2 separate regions of the Mus musculus genome follow, and region 2 is linked to region 1. Evidence: chromatin contacts called from public HiChIP or PLAC-seq data. All regions are on one chromosome and are shown on one strand. The core of a region is the stretch at or near the end of the contact, and the rest is flanking DNA. Distances in the headings are between cores, read along the strand shown.

Evidence for each region. HiChIP or PLAC-seq counts read pairs in DNA pulled down with a chosen protein or histone mark.
Region 2: a contact with region 1 is called in a FOXA1 HiChIP or PLAC-seq map of pancreatic cancer cells. The contact joins the enhancer-like site here to the promoter of Spag9 in region 1. A contact is called at or near these places in 10 of 39 promoter capture datasets (the C10 cell line, cranial neural crest, embryonic stem cells and 5 more), 1 of 484 Hi-C or Micro-C datasets (olfactory sensory neurons), 8 of 115 datasets of contacts at active chromatin or transcription factors (bone marrow-derived macrophages, embryonic stem cells, extraembryonic endoderm stem cells and 3 more) and 2 of 9 other capture datasets (adipose tissue and embryonic stem cells).

Annotation. Positions count from the first base shown.
Region 1 is chr11:93,994,483-93,997,868 of GRCm38.p6, reverse strand. It overlaps Spag9 (sperm associated antigen 9), which reads right to left and starts at 1,778. Exons shown (of 29, transcript NM_027569.3): 1 at 1,296-1,778. The coding sequence starts at 1,598.
Region 2 is chr11:94,230,233-94,233,618 of GRCm38.p6, reverse strand. No RefSeq gene overlaps it. Among named protein-coding and RNA genes, the nearest start is that of Wfikkn2, 11 kb to the left of the region's middle. Within about 2 kb of position 1,653, at least 92 of the 459 cell types and tissues checked have an H3K27ac peak or open chromatin away from gene starts, as enhancers often do. A contact at or near this core is called in pancreatic cancer cells, where this site is marked.

The sequences.
Region 1 (3,386 bases), core at 529-3,028:
CTTGAAATAAAGTCAATTTTGTTTGGCAAATTCAATGCCTTTCTTTAAGATAGGTGGACTGCAAAATCTCAATTACAAAGCGCCACTATAATCATGACTTTAAAAAAAAAAAAAAAGAATCATTTACCTGAATGCAGAGGCACAAATAACAAAATAAACTGCCTATTTAATGCTAGGAACTGAGCTGCCAAACAAATGTCACATTCTTCTACCGCGTCATGTAGTTTTGAAAAACAACACGTGGTTCCTTCGATAATTAGTCTCCTTCAATCACCATGTATTTAGCTAGGTACAGTAGATGTCTGGCACAAAAACAAGGAGAGCATTTTGACTGCCGAAGAAAGGTTCTTCAGAAACAATGCCAGGGCGCTCAGCCTGCAGGCTAAAATCCTGAACTCGCTCAAAAAGCTAGAGGATCATTTACAGCCCAGGATCCAAAAAGGCTCACACACTCAGGTGACGAGTACAAAGGTCACCGCTCAGGTGTTCGAGCAAAGAGCCAGCCAAGTGCACTTAGAAACTGCAGGATGCAAAGCAAACGCAGACAGGACAAGTGTTGTAACACTCACCCACACCTTCTCAACCCCGCCCCCCAGTCTTTATAAATAGAGGAGGCTGTCAGGGAACTGTCCAAGGTTACCACCTGACACGAAGGAGGAACATTCCTCTGTGAGGAACATTAATAAAGTAAATGAATGTACTGTATGTACTTACTGGACTCTGCTAGTCGACTTCTAAGTGGTTGACTAAGTGTTAAAATTAAATGGAAAAAAAAAAAAAGGGTACATAGGTAGACTTCCTTCTCAAGAGGATCTAAATGTCAAGAAGAAACTGACCGAAAGAGGGAGATCTCTAACTTCCCAAAGCAGCAGCAGCCCCCCCTGGAAAGGTACCGAAGCCAGCGGAACTGACACGGGCAGGACAGCACTGCCCCTCCCCATGCTAAAAGTTTGAACCCGCACCCGACTATCCTACGGTGGTCGGAAACTTCCCTAAACAAGAAGCAACCAGACACCCTCAAGTCTCCGCCCTCGGGCAGTCCCAGGTGCCCTCAGATGCCAGAGTGTCGCTTCCTCCCCCGGCCTTCCTCCCACTTCACCCCTCTCCTGGACACTCGCTGGCCTGCCTAGGCTTCCAGCACCGGCCAGTGTCCCGGGGTCCCGAGACGCTGCGGAGCACTGTCCCGGGCCCTGGATTCGGGCCTGCCCTTCAGGAGTCCACCCTGGCGCGTTGGTGCGCCTGGCGCGCCCAGCGTCCCCAGCCCGGCTGCGACCCCCGCCCCCGCCGGCCCTCACCTCCTCGGCGTGCTTGCGCAGCGCCTTCTCCCGCTCGTACTGGGTGATGAGCTGCTCGTTGTCGTCCCGCAGCAGCTCCAGCTCCACCTGGTGCTCCTGGTCCTGCGCGAACACCGAGTCCAGGTTCTCCAGCACGGCCACCACCAGTGGCATCAGCTCCTTGACCACCTCCTCATCGTAGCGCCCGATGAGCCGCTCGAACTCGCGGTAGATGGAGCCGGCCAGGCCGGACACCCGCTCTGACATCACGGCCCCGGAGCCTCCGGGCTCCTCCTGGTATACCACACCGTCCTCCAGCTCCATGGTGGCGGGCGGGCGGGCGGCCCCGGGCGTCGCCGGCTGAGGGGTGGCACGGGCCCGCACGGGACGGGCCCGGCGGAGGCTGGGGCTGGGGCTGGGCCCCGCGGGGTGGGGGCCGGAGCCCTGGCCAAGGAGGGGAGGGGTGGGGTGAGCGCACTCGCCCCAACCGCCGCTGCACCAACTGCCGGGGCGGCCCGGCCGCGCGCGCTACGCGTCACCCGTGGGGCGGGGCCAGCGCCGCGTCGCCCCGGTGGGCGGGGCCCCGCGGGAGGCCAGGCGCGGACGAGGGGCGGGGCCTGGCGGCGGCGTGCGCCGGCTGTGACGCCAACACCCGGCGCCGCGCGCGCGCGGACCGAGAGGTGAGAGGTGGAGGAAGTGACAGCCGGAGGCTGCGTTGGCTGGGCGTTCCCAGAGGAAAGGGAGGGGCTCTGAAGACTGACAACTTTCCCCAGGAGGCTGCAAGCGTTTTCTTCGCCTTTTTACGGCTCATCCCGCGCCTTCTTGGTGCGCCAGACGTGTGGACCCTGCTTAACAGACAAAGAAACTAGGGCCAGGGAAGTTGCGGGTTAGTCAAGGTCATACCGCTAGAACAGGAAAGAGGCAGAGGCGAGACTCTCTCTACTTCCTACTGAGAATTCTGGACTCAAAGGAAAACAGTGGATGAGGGAAAAAGCTGTAACTAGAATGACTGCCTAGAGGATCAGGTTGCCTCGAGTACGATAGTACACTTTGATGTTAAGGAAGAGTAAGGATAGCCTTAACCAGAAGAGCGAAGCGTCTGGAGAAGGGAAAATGAGTACCACTTTTTGCATTTTGCCAAACACTGGGTCCCTCTGCTCCCTGCCTATGAGAAAGACAGTTCTAGGCTGCAGCCACTACCACCGGTCCCTCTCTGATCTTGAGAGGGAGGTGGGGCTGGGAAGTGAGAGAAGAAGCAGAGGAGGCTATGGGGTGGAGTCAGTGGTGGAATAAGTCCCATGATACATGAAGTCACCTATCTTGGGAGTGCGTCACTCGTGGGGAATGCCACAACACCCTAGCCTTGGGCAGGCTGAGTCAGAGATTACTTCCGTGTATTCTCATCTTCCAGTCTCAAGTTTGGCGGAAGACACTCGCAAAAGCCTCTTCCCTTTGCCATAGCTGACTCAGATACACCGACTCCGACTCATCTAAATATATGGGAAGAACAGAGAGGATTTAAATAGACAAGTTATTAGGGAGAAGACTGGCTACCTCCCGGAGTCCTAAATACCCTGTTTGGTGTTTAGAAGTTTCAGATCATCCCCAAAGTCTCCCACACTTCCATCTCCCTGGAAACCACCAAAAGCTCTGTGGAGGTTGACCCAGTGCAAAAGGACAAAGATGAAAACTGTCAAAACAATTTCCCGAACCCCTGCGCCACTACCCTTAGTTTGTGCTCTCCCTGTCTCCCTTCCTCACCCTTACTTTGTGTATATGTCTGGATTCTAGGAATGCTGCCCAGCTAGTTGAGTATGAGCTCAAAATGCCCTATCGATTTTTAAAAAGAACTTTATTGTTTTGTTTTGTGAACTAATGTTTTGCCTGTGTGCATGTCTGGGCACCAGTCCTGTGCAGAGCCTGCCGACGGTGTCCTGTCAGCTAGAACTGGAGTTTTAGCTGGTTGTGAGCCTCTATGTATGTGGTGGGAATCAAACCCTGGTCTTCTGCAAGAGCAGCCAGTCCTCTTAACTGCTGAGCCTATTTCTTCAGGCACCTATCACTTCTTAATCTCACCTTGAAAACGGAGGAAATCTTGCTATGAATATTCTC
Region 2 (3,386 bases), core at 404-2,903, 240 kb before region 1:
ATTGTCTGGCTAGCTGCTCACTAGTCTGATGTCACCCTCTGGGCAGTGGCACCAGAAAGCTACCCAAGCACTAGGACAAAACCTAACTAGGGAAAGGGGACAGAAGTAACACACAGGCATGTGGCTCATTCTTTCTTTCAGCTCTGATCTCCAACTGCTCCATTATGATAAATCGAACCAACAGTTTACCGTGTGGTGGCACCAAGCGCCTTCTCCTGGGGTCCACACTGAGATCTCATGAGGCACAATGACATTTTCTAGGTAAGGAAAACTAAGGCAAGAGTAATGGGACATTTACTTAGCCATGGCCAAAGCACAGGGCTACAGTTCCAGCACTTGGGAGTCAGAGGCAGAAGGATTTCAAGTACAAGAACAGACTAGGCAAAGAAAACCCATCTCAAAAACAAAGTTAAAACAAAAGAAAAAAGAAAGAGAGAAAGAAAGGAAGAAAGAAAGGAAGAAAGAAAGAAAGAAAGAAAGAAAGAAAGAAAGAAAGAAAGAAAGAAAGAAAGAGAGAAAGAAACAGGGAGTGGGGTATGTCTCAGTTCAAGTATGAAGACTCGAGTTCGGATCCCCAGAATCCACGTAAAAATCTGGGTACAAGCTGTGTTGGGGAGGTGAATTCAGGAGACTGGGGCCTTGCCCCCGCCAGCCAGCCAGACGAGCCGAATATGTGAACTCCAGGTTCTGTGTGAAATCTTGTTCCGAAAATATAGGTGGAAAGAGATGGTTCAGTGAGAAAAGGGGCTTGCTGCCAAGTCTCATGACCTAAGTTCAATCCTTAGGTAGTATACAGTAGGAAAAGAAAACCTATTCCCAAAAGCTGTACACACACACACACACACATACAAACACACATGCTGTGGCATGTGCCCCTCACCCCAAACAAATAACTAAATACAATAAGTTGGGGAGAGGCAGAAGAAGATACCAACACCCGCCTTTGGTCTCCATGTGTGCAGGCTTTGGTAGACATACCGTAGACATACCTGCATACTCACACAGACACACACACAGGCACACAGACACACACACATACACACACACACACACACACACACACGCGCGCGCGCACGCGCACACGCACACGCACACACACACACACACACACACACGCATAAGCATAAGCACACGTGCCTGCATGGGCAGTGTCTGGCTCCAGCTGGTCAGTCACCGGTGCATCACCCAAGGCCTGTTTATATCCTGGACACGTGACAAGCTTCCTTCACACACAACTGCAGTCATGGCCTAGATTCCCGAGCCAGACATCAGCCTCATGCCTCCTCATCTTCAGAAGGCAGCCAGCTCCTTGGGGGAGGCCTCTGCTGTCCCTAGGCTGCCTCAGCCTCGTCAAGTCTGGCATGCCTCTAGGCTGGTGCTGACCCAAATCAGAGTAGTGGCCAGGGGCTCCAGGAACACTGCGGCCCAGCTCAGAGCTCGAAAGGGGGATGGATGGCTGGATACAGGATCTGGGAGGAGGGCCACGAGGGCCCACTGCATTTTTTTTTTTTTTGACTATCATTTGTCTTTCATGTCAGCTCCACTCCCGTAGCTACTCCTCCTGTTCTCATCCCATCTTCCCAAGGAGCCAGGGCTTCTCCTCCTCTCTAGGGAATGTGTGAGTAATGCAGGCGGGTGGTGACAGGGCTCCTGGGTCCTATTCTTGGCTGTGCCCTCATTCTGGAATGTGCCCTGAGGTCAGTTGACACAGCTCTCTCAGGCTGTCAGGAGGAAGGAAGAATAAGCTTCCAGGGGTACCTCCCAAGGAGGAGTGTGGACAGGCAGGTGGACGTGCTATCCAGCCCTCTCCCTCCCACATCTTAGGCTTCCAAGCCCTTTGACCTCTCTTCAAGGTCAGGCTGGAGTCTCTCTTCATATCCCAAGTTAACCAAGGACATCCAGATGTCTAACAGTAAAGGATTCCTTCAAGCTCACTCACAGGAAGGGAATACAGGGCTATGTCCCAGCGTGTACCAGCCCAGACTGGCCCAGAGGTGGGACCTCTTCGCAGCCCATCACTGGCAAGGTGCTGGGTACCCCAACATACCGGTCTTATCTGCCCCTTCTGAGTCTTGAGGAAACTTAAGAGCTCTGGCAGAGGGAAGTTGTTGCCATCTTGGTGTTTTGTTTTGTTTTCTGGTTTATGGGAAGGGACAGCTCTGTCTAACAGACAGCTGAGGGTGGTGGGTGGTGGCTGGCTTGTGTCCTTTGTATGTGACAGTCAGGACGCAAGGCCTGAGTGAGAGCAGTACCACAGAGAGGGGCAGACGCTTGCGTGCCAACAATGTTGAGTTATGTCCTTCACATATGCTGCTGATCCGTCCCTCACAGCTCTCAAAGGTCTGTGTTCATTGTCCAGTTGACTAGACGTGGGAGCACCTAGGAGTCACAGCTCTGGGCCTGTCTTGGGGGCCGGGGGGTGTTTTCCATGAGAGGTTTAACTGAGGAAGAAAGACTCAGCCTGAATGAGGGTGGCAACATTCCATGAACTGGAATCCCAGACTAATATGGAAAGGGGGAAAAGAGGCTCTGGAGAGAGCGCTCAGTTGGCACAGCGTTTATCTTGTGAGTATGAGGACCTCAGGTCAATGCCCAGAACCACCCCACCCCTACCCCCAGCACAAATCCAGCTATGGTGACACAGTTCCCAATCCCAGCACTGAGGAGCTAGAGACAGGTGCATCCTTAGGACTTGATGACCTTTGGGTCTAATCTACTTGATGACTCTAAGCCACTGAGAGATTTACCGTCTGAAGACTAACATCTGAGGTTGATGTCTGGCTTTCACATGTACCTCACACACACACACACACACACACACACACACACACACACACACACACACACACACGGAGTTTATAAGGAGGAGAAAGCCAGCCGAACACCAGCATTCATTTCTTTCTCCTTCTTCACTGTACATGCAATGCAATCCGTCACCTTACACTCCTTCAAATCCTGAGGTGGACTGAGCCCTTTCGTCCTCAAGTTGCTCTAATTGGGCATTTTTTTTTCCGCAGCAGATGAGTCGTGAATGTCCAGCCTTCTTTAAGCTGGCATTATTTTATGACTTTGCTGTTTGAAGACCCCACCCTAATCTAGAGTCAACGGAAGGGAACGATAAAATGCCTCTGGGATTCGCTAACCCCAGGCCAGGCCGCTCGGGATGCTGATAAGCAGTTGTTCAGTGGGTGAATGGATAAAGTAAGTCTCCTGTGCCTTGTGGAGGGAAAGCTGCCCTCCCCCCACCACCTCCCCTACTTTACACATGCTGACTTTGCAATACTAAATGTTTAAGGCAGCTTCCCTCACATCATAGGGTTAAGGAATGGAAGAGCCAATACTAAATCAGGGTTGGTCTGACTTTATGCCCTTTCCACAGTGGCACA